3 separate regions of the Mus musculus genome follow, and regions 1 and 2 are each linked to region 3. A link is a contact called in public promoter capture Hi-C data. All regions are on one chromosome and are shown on one strand. The core of a region is the stretch at or near the end of the contact, and the rest is flanking DNA. Distances in the headings are between cores, read along the strand shown.

The links. Promoter capture Hi-C pulls out the DNA fragments that hold promoters and counts their contacts.
Region 1: a promoter capture Hi-C map of liver shows a contact between it and region 3, with 10 times the contacts expected there. A contact is called at or near these places in 13 of 39 promoter capture datasets (the 3T3-L1 cell line, 3T3-L1-derived adipocytes, the HPC-7 cell line and 8 more), 7 of 484 Hi-C or Micro-C datasets (CD4 T cells, LSK cells, hematopoietic stem and progenitor cells and 4 more), 4 of 130 datasets of targeted methods (acute myeloid leukemia, astrocytes, pancreatic cancer cells and 1 more) and 2 of 9 other capture datasets (liver and macrophages).
Region 2: a contact with region 3 is called in a promoter capture Hi-C map of liver, with 6 times the contacts expected there. A contact is called at or near these places in 5 of 39 promoter capture datasets (the SN4741 cell line, liver, neutrophils and 1 more), 3 of 130 datasets of targeted methods (acute myeloid leukemia, astrocytes and pancreatic cancer cells) and 3 of 9 other capture datasets (adipose tissue, embryonic stem cells and liver).

The regions. Positions count from the first base shown.
Region 1 is chr19:21,650,843-21,654,155 of GRCm38.p6, forward strand. It overlaps 1110059E24Rik (RIKEN cDNA 1110059E24 gene), which reads right to left and starts at 1,949. Exons shown (of 4, transcript NM_025423.2): 1 at 1,765-1,949. The coding sequence starts at 1,866. It overlaps Abhd17b (abhydrolase domain containing 17B), which reads left to right and starts at 2,467. Exons shown (of 4, transcript NM_146096.3): 1 at 2,467-2,751.
Region 2 is chr19:21,776,519-21,780,012 of GRCm38.p6, forward strand. Cemip2 (cell migration inducing hyaluronidase 2) reads left to right here and starts at 1,822. Exons shown (of 24, transcript NM_001033759.2): 1 at 1,822-2,268.
Region 3 is chr19:21,030,334-21,033,677 of GRCm38.p6, forward strand. It overlaps a transcript of Tmc1 not described here. Among named protein-coding and RNA genes, the nearest start is that of 4930554I06Rik, 73 kb to the right of the region's middle.

The DNA of each region.
Region 1 (3,313 bases), core at 699-3,198, 620 kb after region 3:
CACCACTTGACTGTTAGGTAGTCCTCCTATCAAGCTGGAAGGTCCTGCGTATGCTAACCCTGTTGGCCATTGGGAAGACTAGAGCAAGCTTCTTTCCTCTTTCCTCAAAAATATATTCAAATGAGAGAAAAGAACCACTTTATTTACATAAGCATCCTAACAAAACATCTATTGTAGCTAGGCATGGTCAGAAGACTGAGGCAGGAGAATTACTCCAAGTATAGCCTAGTCTACATAGTGAGACCCTGTCTCAAAAGATTAAAACCAGGTAGAGGTGAAGTGGGGAGAGGGGAACGTTCTCTAACTCTCCATTTTTATCTGTCCAGTCTTAAATTTAAAAACTGTCTTTAGAATAGAGAGCTGAGACAACCTGGGGCCCCAGTTTCCTTCCTCTGGGGAAAGGTCTAATTAGTGTATCTCACAATTATATTTAAGTATGGTCTAGTCTTACTTTCAAGGCTCTCCACAGATTTTAAGATGGCTACAGAGCAGTGGGAGGAAATTATACTTTACTATTCCCACTGCTGTTCGGGCCAAATTGTGGATTAATCCATTTTCTTTACCAACTTCTCTCCATAATATTTTTCTAAAATACAGGAAAAGCAGGTTTATGGACGAGTGTCTGCTAATGTGGTCTGAGGGCCCTGCTTAAACTATTTTTTTTTATTCTTCACTGAACTGCCTTTCCCTTTAGCAACTTCTATTGAAATTTGTAATTACAGATCCATCTGCTGACTGACTGTCCATATTACTCAGACAATTACAAGCTCCGTAAAGGCAGAATCAATAGTTTTGAACACTGTCTACCAGGGGTCTAGAACCCTGCACGTGAAAGGTATTTATTAAATATCTGAGAAACAATGAAAGAGAAAGACAGAGTACAAGTTACTATGGATTGCCTTTTTAATGTTTTAAACGTAATCACCTGCTGACCACCTGTTATGTCCCAGACTAGTTACTCTTCTGTTAGCTTCCGAATAATCCTATCAGATTTCTTATCTGAGGCTAAAGGTCACAGAAATTACTAAATTACTTCAAGGAACAAACTTAGGAAATTTGAGCTCTTGTTTCTGTAAATATTAACTTTATCTGATGTAAGCTGGCCTCCAGGACGACTAAAGGCCTTTATCCGCTCCCCATTCAGTTATGGGGAAGGGGATCGCTATTCACAGAATCACTAGTCATACATATCTCAAGTAACAAACAGTCTGAGTTTTCTTCCACTTTACACAGGTCCTGCTAAGTTAATTGTATAGACAGCAAGCAACCATTTTTACACAAGCCAAAACGTTTGCTCCAACACAAAACTGAAATAACATCTTGTTGATAAGGACAGTGACGCTAAGATCGTACTCCCTACAAACTTATGGGTTTGGGAGTTCTCGGAAAAACAGTCGCTGCAAAGAGACACTCGGACGAGTGCCTTCATTTCATTTTCTTATTGCGGGGGCGTGATCCAGGTGGGAGCATCCAAGGCGTCAATCGCCCCATCGGTACCTTAGGTTGGATGAATTTAAGCTGCCCTATCCAGTCTCGGCGCCACTACTGAGATGTGCTGACCATCAGATAGATTCACGGAACAGAGCCAAGCCAAAGAAAGGGCGTGGGAAGAATATTTGAGACACGATTGCACTGCAGCCAAGACTAACTGGGCTGCAGTCCACGCTCGCCAACTCCTCTCCTTTCCTCTCTCTGTCCCCTTTCCTCTCTCTGTCACTTTTTTTTCCCCTGGGATGGCAGTCAGAACAACAGGCAAGGGCCTACCTTGGTCTGAACACTCTTATCAAACTTGTCATTTTTGAAGGTGAACGTATTCTGGTGCTTCTGAGGCCGGGACCGAGTCACGTTGCCTTTCTGGGAACTCATCACCAAAATCTCAAGCACTGTAAATCGGTGCAGCCTTTAAGTTACAGGAAAGAGTAAAGACGTTCCCGCCCCAGATTGAGACTAAGGACAGTGACCCGGAAGAAGTTCTTCTACTCTTTCCGTCCCAGCCCCAGGTCGGCCCACGTGACTCATTAGGGAGGTCACGCTCGGCTCTGCCTTGCCGCACATCCTCGACTACCGGCTTCACGGAAAGCCTTCCTCGGACCCAAGGTGCAAGTCCGGCTTTCTTCGAATCTAGAACTCCCCCATTGGCTCGAACGCGGCTGTCCATCACGGCGGAGGGACGGAGATTCCCCGTTCCTATTGGCTCTTCTTTTCCGCAATCCCCGCCTCCTGCCGAACGCTCCCAACCTGTCTCCCGGCTCCGTAGCGTAGCGACTCCGCTGCGCAGTTTGTGATTGGTGGAAGGTGGGCGAGGCCGGTGCCCTGATCGCCTGCAGCCCGGAGCCCGGGTCAGCTTCGGCGCCCTCCTCCAGTCACTGAGCAGCTCGAACCGGGCCGCTCGCCCCCCCGCCCCCCGCCGCCCTCCCAGCTCCCGCCCGCCGCGGCCGCGCGCTCCGCCGCCTGGCGGCCTTCGGAGGTGCCAAGGAAGGCGGGCTGCGGAGAAGGCAGCACCGGCCCTGCGCTGCGGACGGCGACCACGGCCGCGCGGGACCTCGGGCCGGAGAGCCCCGGCGGCGGCCGCCCCTCGCGGCGGAGCCGTTAGTCAGCAGAACGCGAACGCGCGTGGAGGGGCCCCACGAAGCGCGCCCGGGCACCGCAGCTCTCTTTCGCGTCCTCGCCGGGCCGGGCCGCGGGCGCAGAGTCGGCGGGCGGCGCCCCGCGGAGGACAGCGCGTTGGCGGCCGCGGCCGCCCAGCTGCAGGTGCGTGGGGCTGGGCTGCTGGGCCGTCGGGGGGTCGCCGCTCTGAGCTGGGGACCAGGCCGGGTGGCTTCGGAGCGGAGCTACCGAGCGGAGAGCCGTGCGTCCCGGGCCTCCTCGCCCGCAGGGAGGACCGCAAGATGGGGTCGGGCCGCCGCTCCCCTCCCTGGATCTGGGCCACTTCGGGCCCTCGCTCTCGGCTCGGTGTCCGGGTCCCGCCAGCCTCGATTTTAGATGGAGTCCGCCCGGAGCTTGAGCTGGGTATCCCGCTCCGCTTGTCGCGGGAGCTGCTTTCCATGGCTTGAACTTGTATCATCTCTGATTGAGAACTCAAGGAGGGAGAGGTTGGATTTGAATTGAAAGTTGGAGAGTTCTGTTTGAAATTGTATTTAATATTAAACCAGGAAAGTTGTGTCAAATTATAGTGTGTGGAGGACGTTCGGAGAGTTTAACCTCCCTCCGCTTCTGTTGAAAGAAAGAAAGAAAGAAAGAAAGAAAGAAAGAAAGAAAGAAAGAAAGAAAGAAAGAAAGAAAGAGAGAGAGAGAAAGAAGAAAACGTTCAGAG
Region 2 (3,494 bases), core at 572-3,071, 750 kb after region 3:
GAGCTGGAATTAGAGACAGTCATGAGCTGCCCTGTAGGTTTCTGGGAATCAAATCTGGATCCTCTGGAAGAGGAGCCCAAGCCATATCTCCAGCCCCCATCCTCCCTTCTTGAGTTCTAAACATGTCCCATTGAGGCCACCTTAAGAGTCCTTCCTCCTTTGCAGTTTGTCATAGAGAATCATCTGCTCTATTATGTTAAGTCCTCCCCTTTTCTCTTCTAAAGAGGGACTGGGGCTGGAGATGGCAGATGGGTAAGGATTTTGTGACGGCTCAGATGTCTCTGGAGCTTCTCCTTCTGCATCTTTCCAAGGTTTTAGTTAACTGTGGGTTCGGTCCAGAAGCATTGCCAAAATTTACATTTGCAGACTCCTCTGACTCAGTCCATAGAGCTTTGTTGAGGCATTTCCAAGTTTTTTAGGATCTCAGGGGATTCTTATTAGCCCCAGTCTGGAAACATTGGTTCAGTTCTACCAAGTCCTAAACCAAACCTTGGAAATAGGGTATTCCTTTTTCTGTCTGCTGGTGTATCATAGCTACACGGTTGAATTTTTACTGGAAGGGGGAGAAAACAAACAAATAAACAAACAGACAGACAAACAACAGTGAGCCTGAAAAATGAACAATCCTGCCTGTACAGTATTCAATGAAACAGTTCCCCAGAGGCGACACGTCCAACTCCGAATTAAATAGAGGATGATGACTGTCCGGATTTGGCAATCTGGCAGCTGTCATTAGCTCCTGACCTCGTGGTCTGACGGACCAAGCCAGGTCGCGCCCTTTGCTGCAGGAAAGGCTTTTCCTCTGCCAGAGCAACTTCCTCCAGGGGACCGGGTGGTGGCAGGGCTACTCATGCCACCCGGCCAGTATATTCTGCAGTAGGGTGGGCTGAGGATTGGTTTTCAGTGTTGCATCTCCGCCTCCTGCAAGCTTCAGCCACTCTAGAGTAGCGTGGCCAGAAGGCGTGACCAGGCCTAGGTATATTTATTCTGGCCTTAGTGTGAGATGCTGGGGCTGCTCCAAGCTCCTAACCAGAACTGGACAACGGTCTGAAGTCAAGAACACACTGACTCTGCTGAGAGGGCTACGAATCCAGCTTCCTTGTTGGCCAGGTGGGGGCAGTCGAGGCGCCAGGACCCGAGGCTCAGAAAGTTTTGAGTGAGGTGGGGGGCTTGCGGGATATTATTGGGGGAATATACTGCTATGCCGAGTCAGCTTCATTCCGGAGCGATAAAAGATGTCGAACTCAGCTATTGGATGATAAAGGAAGAGAAAAGAGTTCAACCCTGTGTGTGTGTGTCTCAGGGGTGGTGGTGGTGGTGGTGGTGGTGGTGGTGTGTGTGTGTGTGTGGGTGGTGGTGGTGGTGGTGGTGGTGGTGGTGGTGGTGTGTGTGTGTGTGTGTGGGGTGGTGGTGGTGGTGGTAATAGGGGTTCAGCAGCCTGGCTAGACCCGAGAAGATGCAGGTTCAGTTTCGAGTGATGAGGGGTGCAGGCTCAGGTCGACTTTGTCAAGAGGTGACAAAAAAAGCAGTATCAGACTCAGCTGGGATGATGAGGTACACAGACTCAGGTTCAGGCCCGCTGCTTTTCCTGAACTCCCAGGTAGTCATCTGTAGCCGAAGGTCAAGGAGCCGCTGGGAAACCCTGGCCGCCGACGGTGTTGGCGGGCGTCCTTCCTGCTGAAGGCAGCTGGAGGCGCTGAGCCTTCGTCTGCAGCTTGTGGTGGGCGGAGCCTCCGCAGGTCTCGTCCCTCTGACAACAGGCCCCGCCCACCCCGCCTTTGACCCGCCTCCCTAGCTCGGGGCCGCCTGCCCAATCCGCAGCACTCTCGGCCCAGCCGAGCCGGCGCTTGTGTGGCCGGAGGCTGATTAGAGGGACCCTAGCGAGCCGCGGCGCCCGCCGAACCGGGGACCTGCGCGGCTCGGGAACGCGCCCTGCCTGCCGCTATTGTCTCGGAGCCGCACAGGCTCGCGCCGCCCGGACGGCGATTCCCCTCCTCTTCCTCCGGGAGGGAAGGATCCAAGAGCGCCAAGCCGGGCTGGCTGGAGGAGGTGGCCGCGAAGGCGGAGGGAGGAGCGTTACTCCCCGGCCCCGACTGCTTCTCCTCCGGCGTAGGTTGCCGCTGAATTCAGAGCGGCAGCGGGACGCGGGTTCCTGGCCATGGAGAGGAGATCTGCACGCGGGGACTCCAGGAGCTCTGCTCCCGCTCCTGCTCCTCTGGCCATCGCGTAGACACCTGAGTAGACCGACGCCAGGAGGGGGAGGGGAAGGTAAGGCTCCTCTAGTCCCGGGTGCCCAGCCCCGCCTCCTTGGCGGTCCCAAGGGCCCGGAGGGCGCAGACCCGACTTGCGCACCTTGGCGTCCTGGAGGCCTGGCTGTCCCTGTGCTGGCGTTTTTTTGCCGAGAAGCACAACATCCTGTGGGTTCCAGCGTCCGCCTTTGCCGGCGCCTTCCCGCCGGAGTTCTCCCATACATAGCGCCCCGAGACTCAACCTTCTTCCATGAAAAGGGGTCCTTAGGAATAGAGGTTTGATCCCCTTTTCATCCACTTTGTGTTCCCGGGGAGGTTAACAATGGGTCTTTTAAAGTCGGTGTGAACAGCCCTAAAGTTTCTGGAAAGGCTGCGTGGGGGACGCGGACCGCAGTGAAAGATTGATGGAATGTGCATTGTGGAGCCTTGGCGTCTACAAGAGCACGCTTGTGTAAAGTTTGGGGGGGAGTGTGGATCTTTGTCTCCTACTGTTCCCCTGAGTTGGTGTGACCCTGCTCCGTGTGGTAAGGCGCAGTTTCAGAATCTGGGCATCTTTAAAGCTGGGGACCAGTTTTTAGCACAGGACCTCACTCACCACAGTTCCTTGGCAGAGTTGGGAGGTCCTGGCAAAGAATGGGGTTCTCACTGCGAGTACCCTGAGGTGCTTCACGTAATACTACTTACTGCCCTCTAGCAATAAAACCAAGGTCTCTGCTGGGGGGCTGGTGTTTGTCACCAGACCCCCTGTGGAGCAGAAACACTCCCCTTAAATTCTCCGCCGAAGGTTAGGAGAACAGACTTTTGACACATCTCCTTTCTTCTGCAGTTGGGGTTAAAGGTAGAGTGCCTGTCTTTTAGGAACTTCCATCTGCTCCTGAACCACACAGTGTGTTGGACTGACTCCCTTGTGCTGGTGACTAGTCTGATGCTACACAGTTGCACATGTTGAAGGGCTGCAGAAGTCTTAAGGGCTCTTACCAGTAAAAAGAAAATTTAGAGGAAGAGGAGGCAGGAGAAGAGTTTCATCAAAGCTTAAGGGAAGCCTGAATTCCCATTGCAACCAGGCTTATCTGTTGGAAATGGCCACTAAACCCAAATACAAACAAATTATATATATCCCTAAAGATTAAGAAAACTTGACCCATTAGCACTGGTCTGGTCTCCATATCCTACTCTGGTGTGTCCCTTATTGTCTTTCCCTTTGAGTTTGCATTTCTGGGCAAAGCAAAATGTGCACCAGGCATG
Region 3 (3,344 bases), core at 523-3,022:
TTCCCAGCAGTGGGATAAAACCTGGTAGATAGGAAACACTTGATACTTTACTTAGATTGAAAATGAAATCAATACAGGAGCCACAGAGGCTGGCCCAGGCAACACAGCAATTGCCTTATGCAGTCTTTCTGAGGCCAAAGCAGGACCAGAATCTCAGAATTTGGAGAGGGAAACTGTGCAGCTGTGAAGTTCTTTGAGACCATCTTCATGATAACAGTCACACTGTATCTGTGAGTCTGAACTCTCTATTGCCATCATCTGAGAGCCACCAACACTATTACTTTATTTAGGATAGTCTAATCACCCAATCGACATTGGACTGAAACCTTTCAAATTTAATCTTAAGCTTTCAGTCTGGACTGTGAAGCCTAAAGACAAGATAGAGTTACAAGGCCAAAGATAGTGTGCTATGAAGCTTAAAGTAGGTGCTTCTATTTTGGTTGGCCTGTGAAATCTTCAGATAGCTATCCTCAAATATCATGATAATTGTTGGCTTATCCACGGTGCTCCAGTCTTTATTAGACTTCCCTCACAGCCCAGCTACTGTTTAATAAGCCCTCTGATTGGCAGTTTAGAATGCTTTCCCTTCTCAGTGGGGCTCTGTTTTGTAGCCCTGACATTTCACTCTTGCTAAATGATTTAGCGAGAAGCGTTTATCCTGGGGAACCTGGAACCACCAGCTGGCTCTCTAAGCCAGTCCCTGCCTGAAGCACTCAGTGCAGGATAGTTAAAGAACCTTGAATCAATAGTGCATTGTTAGCCAGTCCAGTTGGTTTGGTTACTCATGACAATCACTTTTAACAATATGGCCTCTCAGGCCAAAAGTCACATTTCCAGTTTTGAAGTGAATTGAGCAACTGATGGGTACAATGAAATGGCCTTACCATCTCATGCAAGAACCCAGCTCTTTGAGGTCCGCCTTGAGAAATCTATGGGCAATTCACCCATGCTGATTCTGAAATGTGTGCGGTCCATCTTTCCCAACAGAAATCTCTTCTCGGAAAGATTTTTATGAGGATCAACTCTGAAAACATAAATACAGCTTTTGGCACATACTATGCACATTACAAATGACTGGTAAACAGATTTATTGTTATAATTAGATTTCTGAAGCTGTATTAGTTTTACACATTGCTATAACAAGTATCATACAATGATTTAAATAAACAACAGGGATATGTTTATCTCATGGAGCTAGATGTAGGATGTTCCAAACATTGGCAGAACTCTCTCTGATATCTCTACAGAAAATCCCTTCCTTGTCTTTTCTCATCTCTGGTGATGGCTGGCAAGCATTGGTGCTCTGTGACATCAAATATCCTTCCCTGAGTGTCTTTACATTGTATATATTTGTCTCTGTCTCTATACCCGAGTTTCTATTTTTGTAAGGACACTAGAAAAAATGACTTCATTTTAGCTTTATTACTTCCCTATGACTATACTCCCAAATAAGGTCATATTCTTATATAGTGAGAACTTCCATGTGTCTTTTGAGGGTGACACAACCCAACCGCACAGCGGGCAGCAAGTCACTGGCTTAAAGTTCAGAATAGACTTTAAGGTTTTGTTTTCCCAGCACTGACATCTTTGCTCACATCCCTTTTCTTTACAAGGAACAGAGTTGCAGAATATTTTGGTCTCATGTCTCAATCCCCTTTGGTTATTAGATCACTTCAGGTAATCTATACCCTCAAGCTCTTATGGTTCCCCACAGTCCACTGCTTGATGTTCTGCTAAACCCAGCTCTGGAGGGAATAAACATGTGCTGATTCCCAGTGTGTAGTAAGTGCCGTATTGAGTAATCACACAAAGCTGACTCAGGCTACTGCAGGAGCAGGAACTGTTACTGGTATTGCCCCTAAAGACAAGCTCCTCCTCCCCTTCTCCTCTTCAACCCTCCAGGATGCATCTGTGCCCAGCCTTCAATGACAGAGTGACACTGAAGAACTAGAGAAACCACAGCTGTAGAGAGCGATGCTGAAATGACCCTTGTGGTGGCTTACCTCTGCTCACCTTCCTCCCTCTGCCTAGCATCTGATGTGACACTGAATTTCACCTTGGCCTTCTTTTATACTTTCTACCACCCTTTCCTTAGAAAAATCAACCTCCAGGCATTTTGCAGCTGTTGCAGCCACTGCGCACTCCTCGGGTGAGAAACCTACAAGAAGAATTCTGTCCCCTTCTCTTTTTAACTTATCTATGTAGAAAAGGCACCTTTGCTAATAATGACTTGGGGAATGAAGCACCTTCCACTTATGACTTAGAACGTAAACATTTGTCTCTCCCAATAGTCAACAGCTACAAGACAAGAGATTGTTCTTAGTAGGGAAGCAAGTGGTTATGAGGGGTCAGGCAGTTTGGAACCCACAAGTGTACTGGACAGAGCCGCTGTGAAGTCCATGCTCACATGAGACATAGAAAAAATGTACAGGAAAGAACAGCTTCCTCTAGATAAAGTCCCCCAAACCTCATCTTCCTTTAGATGGGCTTTACTAAGGCTTACTGGTAGAAATGGTGGAGTTGGACCAGCATTGTGAACACTAGGGTTGTTATTTAGCTTATTAGAGTGTTATTTGGTTATTAGAATAATAAAGCTATTACTCTAGCACTGACAAAAAAAAATCCCCACAAAAATAAGACATTAAATTCATTTGGTCTTTCTGGCAAGAAGTCAGAGATCAGGACTGTCATGTCCTAAAAAGAGGTCTTTCACTTTTAAAGGGATAGGATTTTATTAACCAGGCTCTTTCCACTGGGTAAAAGGTACTATTGGGCAACTGCTGGAGACAAAGGATAAAATGAAACATAACATTGTCATATGGAAAAGAATCTGCATTTTACATTGTATTATAGCACTGTTCCTTTAGTAGCAGAGAAATTTTGTTTCTTTAATAAGAATGGCCACTGTTTACTTTGCCTTCAAAGGCCAAAGACATAATGTATGACTGGGAGAGAATAACTCCACAGGCCTCTTTCCTTCACAGAGTGTGGTAGCCAGGATGACACAACAGTGAACAGTGCACATCAGCTGGCCTTTGGGGGATGGGACAAGACCCCAGAACAAGGACTGAGGACAGGGTTTGTGGCTGTTTCTCTAAAGTCCCTGAACTTATGGACCGAGCCAGGAGAAAATACTAAAGCAATGCTCAGCACAATATTTTCATCGTGTCCTCCCCGCTCCACCCGGAGCCCTGCTCCTTTTGGCCTTTCCATTGAAGATCCTTACTCTGTTAAGACATAAAATCACACCTGTGTTCTCAAATGTACAATGACAACAATTGATATATAAATGTCCAGTGAGACACTTTTTGGGTACAGTTCCAAAGGGGGATTAGTTTTGTGTT